2 separate regions of the Mus musculus genome follow, and region 2 is linked to region 1. The links are chromatin contacts, called in public capture Hi-C maps. All regions are on one chromosome and are shown on one strand. Each heading gives the region's core, a stretch centred on a gene start, on an enhancer-like site or on the middle of the called end of the contact. The rest is flanking DNA. Distances are from core to core; before and after follow the strand shown. Region 1 overlaps Ccdc3 (coiled-coil domain containing 3). Region 2 has its middle 33 kb from the start of Gm29857.

Region 1 (5,251 bases), core at 2,405-4,904:
CATGAACTCCCACACCAGACAGCCCACTACTATTCTTCAAAGTGCTATAATCCGCACTTATAGTTAGCCTTGGCACTATACCTGTAACCAGACAGATGCCCAGGGTAAATGATGGATCTTGATATGCACAATGGTTTTGATTGTAGCCATGACTTTGCCAAGTGCTGTAGGATTTCCAGGGTTAATAGTATATTTAAAGATAGGCTTGTAATTGAATTGACTATCCAAATTTACATGTATTGTATATGACATGTCCATATTTATATACTATATTGTAAAATGGCTAAATTAGTAATCAACATACGTTGCCTCACATTCTTTTCTCATGATTAGAACATTTAAGACCTAACCTTTCTGCAATTTAATTAATTAACTAAGGTGACTCTGAAATTTTCAAATGAATAATATATTGTGATGAACTACAGTCACTGTGATATACCATAGAGTCTTAATTAAATTGTTTTAATATAAATATATACTACTTAAATATATAATTATGTATATATTTATTAAAATATTAGATATGTGATATTTAAATAAATTTTTTTCTAACTGATTTCATGTCTGATGAACAGCATACCCCCAATAATCTTTAGCCTTTGATAGCTGCCATTCTGGTCTATTTCTTTTTTCTTTTTCCTTTTTTCTTTTTTGAAAGATTTATTTATTATTATAAATAAGTACACTGTAGCTGTCTCCTGATGCACCAGAAGAGGGCATCAGATCTCATTACAGATGGTTGTGAGCCACTTTGTTGTTGCTGGGATTTGAACTCAGGACCTTCGGAAGAGCAGTCAGTGTTCTTACCACTGAGCCATCTTGCCAGCCCTGGTCTCTTTCAGTGAATTCTACTTTTTGATATTCCATGTATAACTGGGATCATGTGGCATTTGTCTTCTCTGACTGGCTTATTTTAATTATCATGTGTCTTCTAAGCACATCATGTCATGAGCGACTGCCCTAATTAGGGTTACTGTCCTAAGGGTGTACACAGGCTCCCTTCTCCCACTGGAACACCTACGTGATACAGTGTGTGGGAAGGAAAATCACAGGACAACCTCAGTTGTTGGTCCTTGCCTTCCTTCTTTGCCCTGGATCTCTTACTGCTGTGCAGGCAGGATGGTTGGCCTGTGAGCTTCTGAGTGTGACTCTATCTCTGCCTCCTATCTTGATGCACACTACTGTGGATATCTGACTTGATGTGGGTTCTAGGCCCTCATGCGTCTGTGGCAAGTGATCTCCTAACACCACCTCCCCAACTTGATACACACCGTTATTTAACAATGCCATCAGAAAGAGTGTTCTGCATGTGTCTCTCAGGTACATTTGGTCTGAAATATGGTTCATGTCCCTTTGGGCTGTGGCTGGTAGTCCATAGTTGAAATGGGGGACTGACTGTATTATAACCTCTCCTTGAGCCCTAAACACTTGCTTTGTCTGCTCAGGATTAAGATGTTGAGTGCATGTCTTTTTTCTTTTCTTTTTTAAAAAAATTATTGAAAATAGTTTCTTCTCTCATGCTACATCCTGATCACAGTTCCTTCCCTCCAGTCCTCCCAGCTTCCTGAAGCTCCCCTCTGTCCTAGGTTCACCCCCCCTCGCCCCAGACAGGCAACGGCTGCACCTGGAAGCTGGACAGGTCACCTATTGGAAGGAAAGAGTCCAAGAGCAGGCCAACGAGTCAGAGGCTTGCCTTTTTTTTTCTCTTCATGTTGGTCAGAAAAACTTTATTATTTTTACTGATCACTCTCCTTCCAAATGCTGGTTATTAACGTCTTCATGATCTTTGTGTACTCACTGGTAGATTGGTGTGATTCTAAATAAATTTAGATTCTTTCTTCGTCTTATTTATTTTCTTTTTTGTTGTCAAAGAATCATTTTCTTTATATTTAGAATATTTTGTAATTAAATTTTTTTATATATCTTGATCATGTTAGTCCCTTCCCCAGGGCCTTTCTACCTTCCCACCCACCTAACTTTATCCTCTCTCTCTTTTTCTCTGTCTCTCTCTCTCTCTGAACAAAAACAAAAGACAAAACAAACCCCACAAAAATGAAAATTTAAACAAGCAGAAGACCAATGAGACAAAAATATTAAACAAAGAGAAAGTCTACAAACATATTCCTGAGTTTGTTTTGTGTCAACCAGCTAACCTCTCCCAGGATGATTTAGAATGAGGAAGTGGAGGATCACATGAGAAAAGAAAGAAAAGCTCTACCTTCCCTCCTCTCCTCCTCTCCTTCCCTCCTCTCCTCCCCTCCTCTCCTCTCCTCCCCTCCTCTCTTCCCCTCCTCTCCTTTTCTCCTTCCCTCCTCCCTCCTCTCCTCCCCTCCCTTCCTCCCCCTCCTCTCCTCCCCTCCTCTCTTCCCCTCCTCTCCTTTTCTCCTTCCCTCCTCTCCTCCCCTCCCTTCCTCCCCTCCTCTTCTCCTCCCCTTCCTCCTCTTCTCCTCCTCTCTTCTCTTCCCAGTTCCAGGCTTGGGAGAATCAAGTCTCCAGAGATAATCACTTGCTGCTCTTGGTGTGTTCCCTGATGTATTTTGTCTTCAGGCTAGCTACCTTTCCTCATGATTGCAAAAGGACTGTAGCAGTTCCAGGGATAACTCTACACTTAACAAGACCTGAAAAAGAAAGGTATTTTCTCTTCTTTGTGACTTTTATGAAGAACAGCAAATCCGAACAATGTCTTTTTTCATAAGCCACCTTTCTAAAAATGCATCATGGGCCAGAAATGTCACATCTTTGACCCTAAAGGACCTTTGAACCTAAATAATCTTGTTTTTCTTAGACTAATTGCAAGGATAGGCCCTTTTCAAGTAACAGCCTTGAGAAAGAGGGTGGAGCTGAGTTGGGTGGTCAGCCAGGAGAGGAGATAGATGTAAGTCACCAAGTTAATAAGCCTCATGGGACTATGTGATGGGTAGATGTCATGAAACTTAAGTTAATGAGTTAGCTTACATAACCCTTAAATAGTGGGAAGTGCTTTGTAAGAACATTTGCTATTACTCATGGTGATGGTGGTGATGGTGGTTGCGATGATGATGATGATGATGATGGAGTTAAAGGATGGGTACTGTAAGTCTCAGTCTATGGTGTTTGCCTAGCATGCTCAAGTTCCTAGATATGTTAAAAGAAAGGTCATAAAGGTTGCTCATTTGACAAAGGGATTGCCTTACAAGCATAAGGACTGGAACTGGGTCTCTAGAACTCATGTCAAACATCCCAGCAAGGTGGCTTGCACCTGCAATCCTAGCCCTGGGAAAGATGGAGGACAGGTGGCTGCCCAGCCAGCCAGCTTAGCTTATGAGGCAAGTCCCAGTCTTGGGAAAGGCCCAGGCCCAGAAGACCCCAAAAGGGGGGTGACATGTAAGTGACACCTGGAGTAGTCCTCTGGTGTCTACGAGCATGTGTGTGCATATGTGTACTTGCATACACAGAGAGGAAGGAGAAGGAGCGGCTCCCCAGGGCCTCTGCTTCTCTTCAAACATTCTCTTCTACTAGCTAAAGCTAGTGGCTTAGGGCTAGGGGAGAAGGGGAGGGAAAGTGCACACTGTGGACAACACTCCATTTTCTGCGTGCCTTCATGTATTCAACATAGCGCCTGTCAGAAACCACACAAGAGTGGTAGCAGTCCCAGCCATAAAAGGAAGAGAAGAAAACTGGCTTTTAAAAAAGCTGTTAGCTTGAACTAAAAATAATCCTCCCAGCCTGTGCCTGATACTCAAGAAAAACTGTGCACTGTAAATCCTGAATGAATTTTGAAGACCCCCCTCCCCCCACCGTTGTGTCTGTGTATCTGATTGTGTGTGTGTGTAGGTTGGGACTTCAATTGTTTGTTCTGGTCACTTCATGTTGCGTTTTAAAATCTAACAGTAGGATGGATGCAGGTCCTAGAAAGAAAAAAGAAACGCAGTTCTAAGTGTAAAGCCATTTCTCAGGAATGCATTAGCCAAAGGGACTTTGGGGATTCCCAATTCTGTGTATTTTTTAATGGCACACAGCACATTTGAGGCGGAAATTGTTATATCAAATACACCAGTTGTGGGAAACTAAAGAAGGAACGGAGAAGTACCAATGCTCACCCTTGCAGCTCTGCTTTCATTCTTAAACATCTGTTTTATATGTAGATGTCTGTGAGCGTGCAGGAAGCCACAGGGTGGGGCCAGGTCCTCTAGAATTGGAGTTCCAAGAAGTTGGGGGCCACTCACCACCTAATGAGGGTGCTGGGAACTGAACCTGGGGGTCCTTTGCAAGAGCAGCAGGTGATCTTAGCCTCTGAGCCAGCTCTCCAGCCTCTTGGCTTTTGCTCAAGTTTGGCTTTGCATCTCCTCAAAGAGTGACATTTGTGTTATTGACAATCACCCTCTATAAAACTCACTGTGTACCACCCTCTCTGTTTAGGACTTGGCATACACACATCTAAATACTGATCTCTTTATCTGAGGTTTAGATTTTCTTCCACGCCTACCCTTTGGGAAAAGGTTCGAAGGGGGTTTCCTGACATTTGCAGATTTTTCTTTGAAGTTCAGGTTGGCAGCAGGCTATTTGGAAGCTTCATGAAGCAGCTGATTATCACAAATCTGAATCAGCAAGGGGAGGGGTGTGGTGGGTGGAAATGCCTATTTCATCTGATTACTGGGACATGTTTTTTTTTTTTTTTTTCTGATCCACTCCCCCCACCCCCAACCCTTGAATGAGCCTGAGCTCTGTTGACCTTCTCTTGCTTTCAGTGCCTTCCTTTGGAAACCAATCTAACAGGATCTCACTGTCTACACCTATTGAGGAAGAGGCTGAAGACACACAGAGACAGGATCCATTTGTGCCGTGGTCCATGGCCCTGGGGAATAAAGTATAGAAAGAAAAACAATACTCCAAAGTGTTGATGCAAAATCTTGATGTGGGATGACCATTTATATAAATACTTGGGCAATGTTGCACTGCAACTAGAATACATTAATACTGATGGAGTCATTTTCTTCTCTACTTTAAGGCTCTTTGGATTCCATTTTTATTTGGTTTTAGAGAGAAATAGCTGGTCTGGGGCACTGAGCTAGTCTATCTGCTTTTTCCTTTCCAGACAAAGACTTGGGAAGTGCCCATTTGGTAGCAGGCAATGGTAAGATTGGGATGTGAGATTTTCTCCTGATCCCCGTGGCATGTGTTCTCCTCTCACAGAAAATGAAGCTGGTGTTTGCCAGGGCCTAAGTGACTTTCACCCCCCCCACCCCCCCACCCCCCCATGATGAGGCCCAAT
Region 2 (4,523 bases), core at 906-3,405, 590 kb after region 1:
GGCTTGAGCTTTTTCCTCCTGTGATTCTATTAGCCTCTGTCAGCACTCCTAGGAGTCCAACTCTCTCCTGAGTCCCAGTAGTCAGAACACTCTCTGCAGGCAAGCTCTCCTCTGGCAGGGAAGGTGCACAGAGGCCTGGAGCTCAGCTCTGCCTCCTAGCTGAAGATGAAGGCCCAAAGGGACCCTGTCCAAGAAGCTCTGTTGCTTCTGCAGCCCACTTGCTCCCCTGTGTGGACTGATCTCTGAGAGACCCAAGAGACAAGATGGCGATCTCGCCTGAATCCCAGGGTCAGAGCCCTCCCTGGAGGCTGACCTATTGTGATTTTTAAACTTCCATGTGTATGCATATTTTATATGGTTCCATGTGCATGCAGAAGCCAGAGGTGAGCAATGAATAGCTTCCTCAACTGCTCTGTATCTTCTTTTTGAGGCAGGGTCTCTTACTGAACCTGCAGCTCACCAATTCAGCTACATTAACTAGCCAGCAAACCCTGAGGTGGATTCTCCTGCCCCCATTTTCCCATCACTGGGATTATAGGCATACACTACTCTGCCTGCTTTGTTTGTTTGCTTGCTTGCTTTTGTTTTTTAACTATAGGTGCTTGTGCTTGCCCCTAAGCACTTTGCTCAGTGAAGCACCTCTCCAGCACCTACCTGAGATTTTGAATTGTGATAACGTAAAATTTAATATCTTAACCATTTTAAACACACACAGTTCAATATCATTGTGGTATAGCTAGTCTGCAGAATGTTTCACCTGATAAAACAGACACTCTATACCTGTGAAGCAACTCCTCATTTTTCCCTTCCTTTTTTCCAAAGACTTCAGTTTATGATAGAGTCCCCCTTATGTAGCCCTTGAACTCACTAGTAGCCCAGGCTAAACTCAAACTTCCAATCTTCCTGTCTCTATTTTCCAAGTGCTGGGATGACAGGTATGTACCCCCAAAGCTTGGTTCTTTCTATGGCCATTTAAATCTCTATTGTTCTCTTCCAATTATTTTGTTCTCCAGCTTTGTCTCCACCTCAATCACTGTGGGATATTGTCATTGTCATTATTACATTGTTACATTGTCCCCATCTCAGTCGGTCATTGGGGGAGATCACCATTGCCATTGTTACATTGTCCCCATCTCAGTCGGTCATTGGGGGAGATCACCATTGCCATTGTTACATTGTTCCCATCTCATCAATTTAGGGCGACTCAAACAGGCACTAGTGGGTAAATTTGGAGCCACTTCAGAGAGGAGAGGGCATTTCCTGATGTTCAGTGAGGACCAGCAACTAGACCCGTGCCAGCGTCTTAGCAAATCTAAGAAGGATGGTCACAACCTGCCGACTCTTCGGAACTGACCATTTACAGGGGAAGGTAATCAGTAGCCAAGGCCAGACAGTGTTTATTTATTTGTTTATTCATTCATTTTTGCAGTACTGGGGATTGAACCCAGGGCCTTGGGTATGCTAGGCCAGCCGCAGCCCCCCAGCCAAGCCTATATACTTAGTTAATACACTGACCATAGAGCCTTCATCTGGGGGAGCTAAGGAAAACGAGTCTAGCATGACTTCACATAAAGGGTGGCTCATGAAACATTAGAGGCAGCATGATAAGAAGGTAGTTTAGGTAAGCAGGGTAGCCACAGGGTAGCATGCACTGGGACAGGTGAGGATGTGTTGCGGGAAATATTAAAAACGAACCGGCATGTTCCTGTGCTTGTGCCAGCAACTCTCTGCCCCGGCGGCATGACCAGGCATGCACTGGTGGGCAATGGCTGTCCTTTTTTATCTTGACCTTTTTTTGAAGCACAGGGTCGCTACCATGCCAGCCCTATGCTTCAAAGCCCTCACAGCCTTTGCACATCTGGCAAACCCATGCTTTGCCGCCATACCGTCCTCACTGGAACCCAGTTGAAATGCCATGAGAAGAAAAACACCACACAAACTTAGCTCAGAAACAATGGTAACTCATTCTCTGGGCACAACAACTAAAACCCAATCTTGTAAGCCTTATTAAATTTGATTCCTCCAGTGGCAAATCCTGGCAGATCCACTATGATACCGGGAAACTCTAGCAGTTACATCTTGCCCTTACTCTATTCCCGTTCCAAATGCCCCTACCTCTCTTCTCTTTCTCTTCCGCCATCCAATCCGGAAGTCCCACCTACTCACCCAGTGATTGGCTCCTTTATTCATTAGAGGATTGGTTCACAAGAAGTCACCTGGTATGTGACTCACTCCTTGTCCACAACCCCTCCCAGGAGAATGGAATTAGCATCGAAATACAAATAGCACCAGGCCCATCCACAACAAAGATGGAATGTTCCAGAAGCCAGGCTGTACTGCTCAGAGCTCACTGATGAAGGCTGAGGGATAGATCGGACCAGATGTGGAGAGCTAAGTGAGTGAGGCCCTGGGCTTCATCCCCAGCAACATAAAGAAAAAGAAAAAGAAAAAAAAAATCCAGAGATTAGAAATGTAAGATTATTCCAAGTGAAGGAAGGTCTTTGAAAAGAAAGGCCCTTGAAAACGGAGATCCCCCCCCCCCAAGGGGAAGGAAAAGGAGCTTTCACAGGGCAGGAGTGCAGGCCCGGAGCAGCCACCACGTAATGAAAGCAATGTTCCACCAGGCAACCAAGATCCTCAGCAAGATTCTGAGGGTGGCTAATTGCTATTAAACCAATAAACAGGGAACCATGTTCTTCATCTCCCAGACAAGCCCACGTGGCCTGTTTTACCAATCCTTTGTGGTTTTAAACCATATAAAACAAAGTCTTTCTTTCACCCCAACCATCAACTGGCTTTCCTGCTTCATTTAATCCACAAGTGTTTTCCATTGCTTCACAGAGAAAAACCACCCCACCCTCCCTCCAAAGTAATCTATTTCTAGCTGAAGACCATGGTGTGGCCCCAACATGTCACAGACTGGGTGTTCCAAGACAGCAGCTAAGCTTTCTAGATCATTCTCGAGACTGCTCACCAAGACCTTTCTGAGCTGGGTGAACACTTAGAGGCCACCTTAGGGACCTGGGCAGCGGGCTCCTGAAGTGGTAAACATCCTCATTTATGTCTCTATTTGGAAATATGGACACTTGTACACAGGAGACAGTTGTAGCAATGCACTGAACTTGCAGTGAGTCCCCTGGAGAAAAACTACTGTGGTCCCAAGCCCTGTAGGTCTTGCCTCAATTCTCTTCCACACCAGTCAGCCTCGCAGCTGGGGGTGGAACTCAGTGATTGTACTATTAATGTCAGTTGTCAGCTTGACGCAGCCTAGGGTCACCTGAGATGAAATCCATAGAGGAATTTTCTGGATCCCATTGGCCTGCTGCCATGTGTGTAAGAAAGGTGCAAGAGGCCTGGGAAGACATCTCAATCAGTAAAGAACCTGCTGTGCGAGCTCAAGGACCTGAGTTCAATTCCCAGCACCCCCATAAAGTCAGGTATAGCGGCATGCACTTGTAATTCCAGGACCAGGAGGTGGACAGGGGGATCCTGGGGCTTACCAGTCCAATCTTCAAGCCGCAGATGCCACTGAGAAAGCGTGTCTGTGAGTGAAGAAATGGCTCAGCAGCTAAAACTGCTCCTCTTACAGGAGACACTGGTTCTGATCTCAGCATTCCAATGGTGGCTCACAACCATCTGTAACTCCAGTTCCAGGGCATCTGCCTCTTCTGGCCTCCAAGGGTACTGCATACATATGGTGCATACATAGACAACCAAGCACACACACATATAGATAAAAGCATTTAAGGAAGAAAGAAAGAAAGAAAGAAAGAAAGAAAGAAAGAAAGAAAGAAAGAAAGAAAGAAAGGAAGGGAGAGAGAGAGAGAGAGAGAGAGAGAGAGAGAGAGAGAGAGAGAGAGAAAGAAAGAAAGAAAAAGAAAGAAAGAAAGGAAGGAAGGAAGGAAGGAAGGAAGAAAGAAAGAAAGAAAGAAAGAAAGAAAGAAAGAAAGAAAGAAAGAAAGAAAGAAAGAAAGAAAGAAATCTTGCCATATAAAACACGATGGATGGACTAGAGAAATGACTCAGCGGTTAAGAGCACTGACTGCTCTTCCCAAGGTCCAGAGTTCAAATCCCAGCAACCACATGGTGGCTCACAACCATCTGTAATGAGATCTGACACCCTCTTCTGGTGTGTCTGAAGACAGCTACAGTGTACTTACATATAATAAATAAATAAATGAATAAATAAATAAATAAAACAAAATGGACATTTTCTAAGTAGCAGCACTGCTTTTTGACCTCTGACCTCCACATAAACATGTACACAGGTTCACATACACACATATGAACATGCACAGAGTATAAAATATCATTGAGAAAAATTAAATATTCAAATGCTCATATTTTTCAGTCAGAAGACTAAATTTGTTAAGGTATTCTCAACTTTCTCCAAATCTATCTGTAAATTCAATATTAGCTCTATCAAAATCCTTCCAAACAATTTTTTGTAAAAGTTAGCAAACTTGTCCTAAAGTATAAAAACTTTATCCAAAATAATCGGGGGGGGGAGCAAGTTTGGAATT

Evidence for each region. Capture Hi-C pulls out chosen DNA fragments and counts their contacts.
Region 2: a capture Hi-C map of embryonic stem cells shows a contact between it and region 1, with 4 times the contacts expected there. The contact joins two enhancer-like sites. A contact is called at or near these places in 1 of 15 datasets of contacts at CTCF or cohesin (the NIH/3T3 cell line) and 1 of 9 other capture datasets (embryonic stem cells).

Annotation. Positions count from the first base shown.
Region 1 is chr2:5,167,392-5,172,642 of GRCm38.p6, forward strand. All of the region lies in intron 2 of Ccdc3 (coiled-coil domain containing 3), which reads left to right. Among named protein-coding and RNA genes, the nearest start is that of Ccdc3, 32 kb to the left of the region's middle. Within about 2 kb of position 3,655, at least 20 of the 459 cell types and tissues checked have an H3K27ac peak or open chromatin away from gene starts, as enhancers often do. A contact at or near this core is called in embryonic stem cells, where this site is marked.
Region 2 is chr2:5,758,601-5,763,123 of GRCm38.p6, forward strand. No RefSeq gene overlaps it. Among named protein-coding and RNA genes, the nearest start is that of Gm29857, 33 kb to the left of the region's middle. Within about 2 kb of position 2,156, at least 8 of the 459 cell types and tissues checked have an H3K27ac peak or open chromatin away from gene starts, as enhancers often do. A contact at or near this core is called in embryonic stem cells, where this site is marked.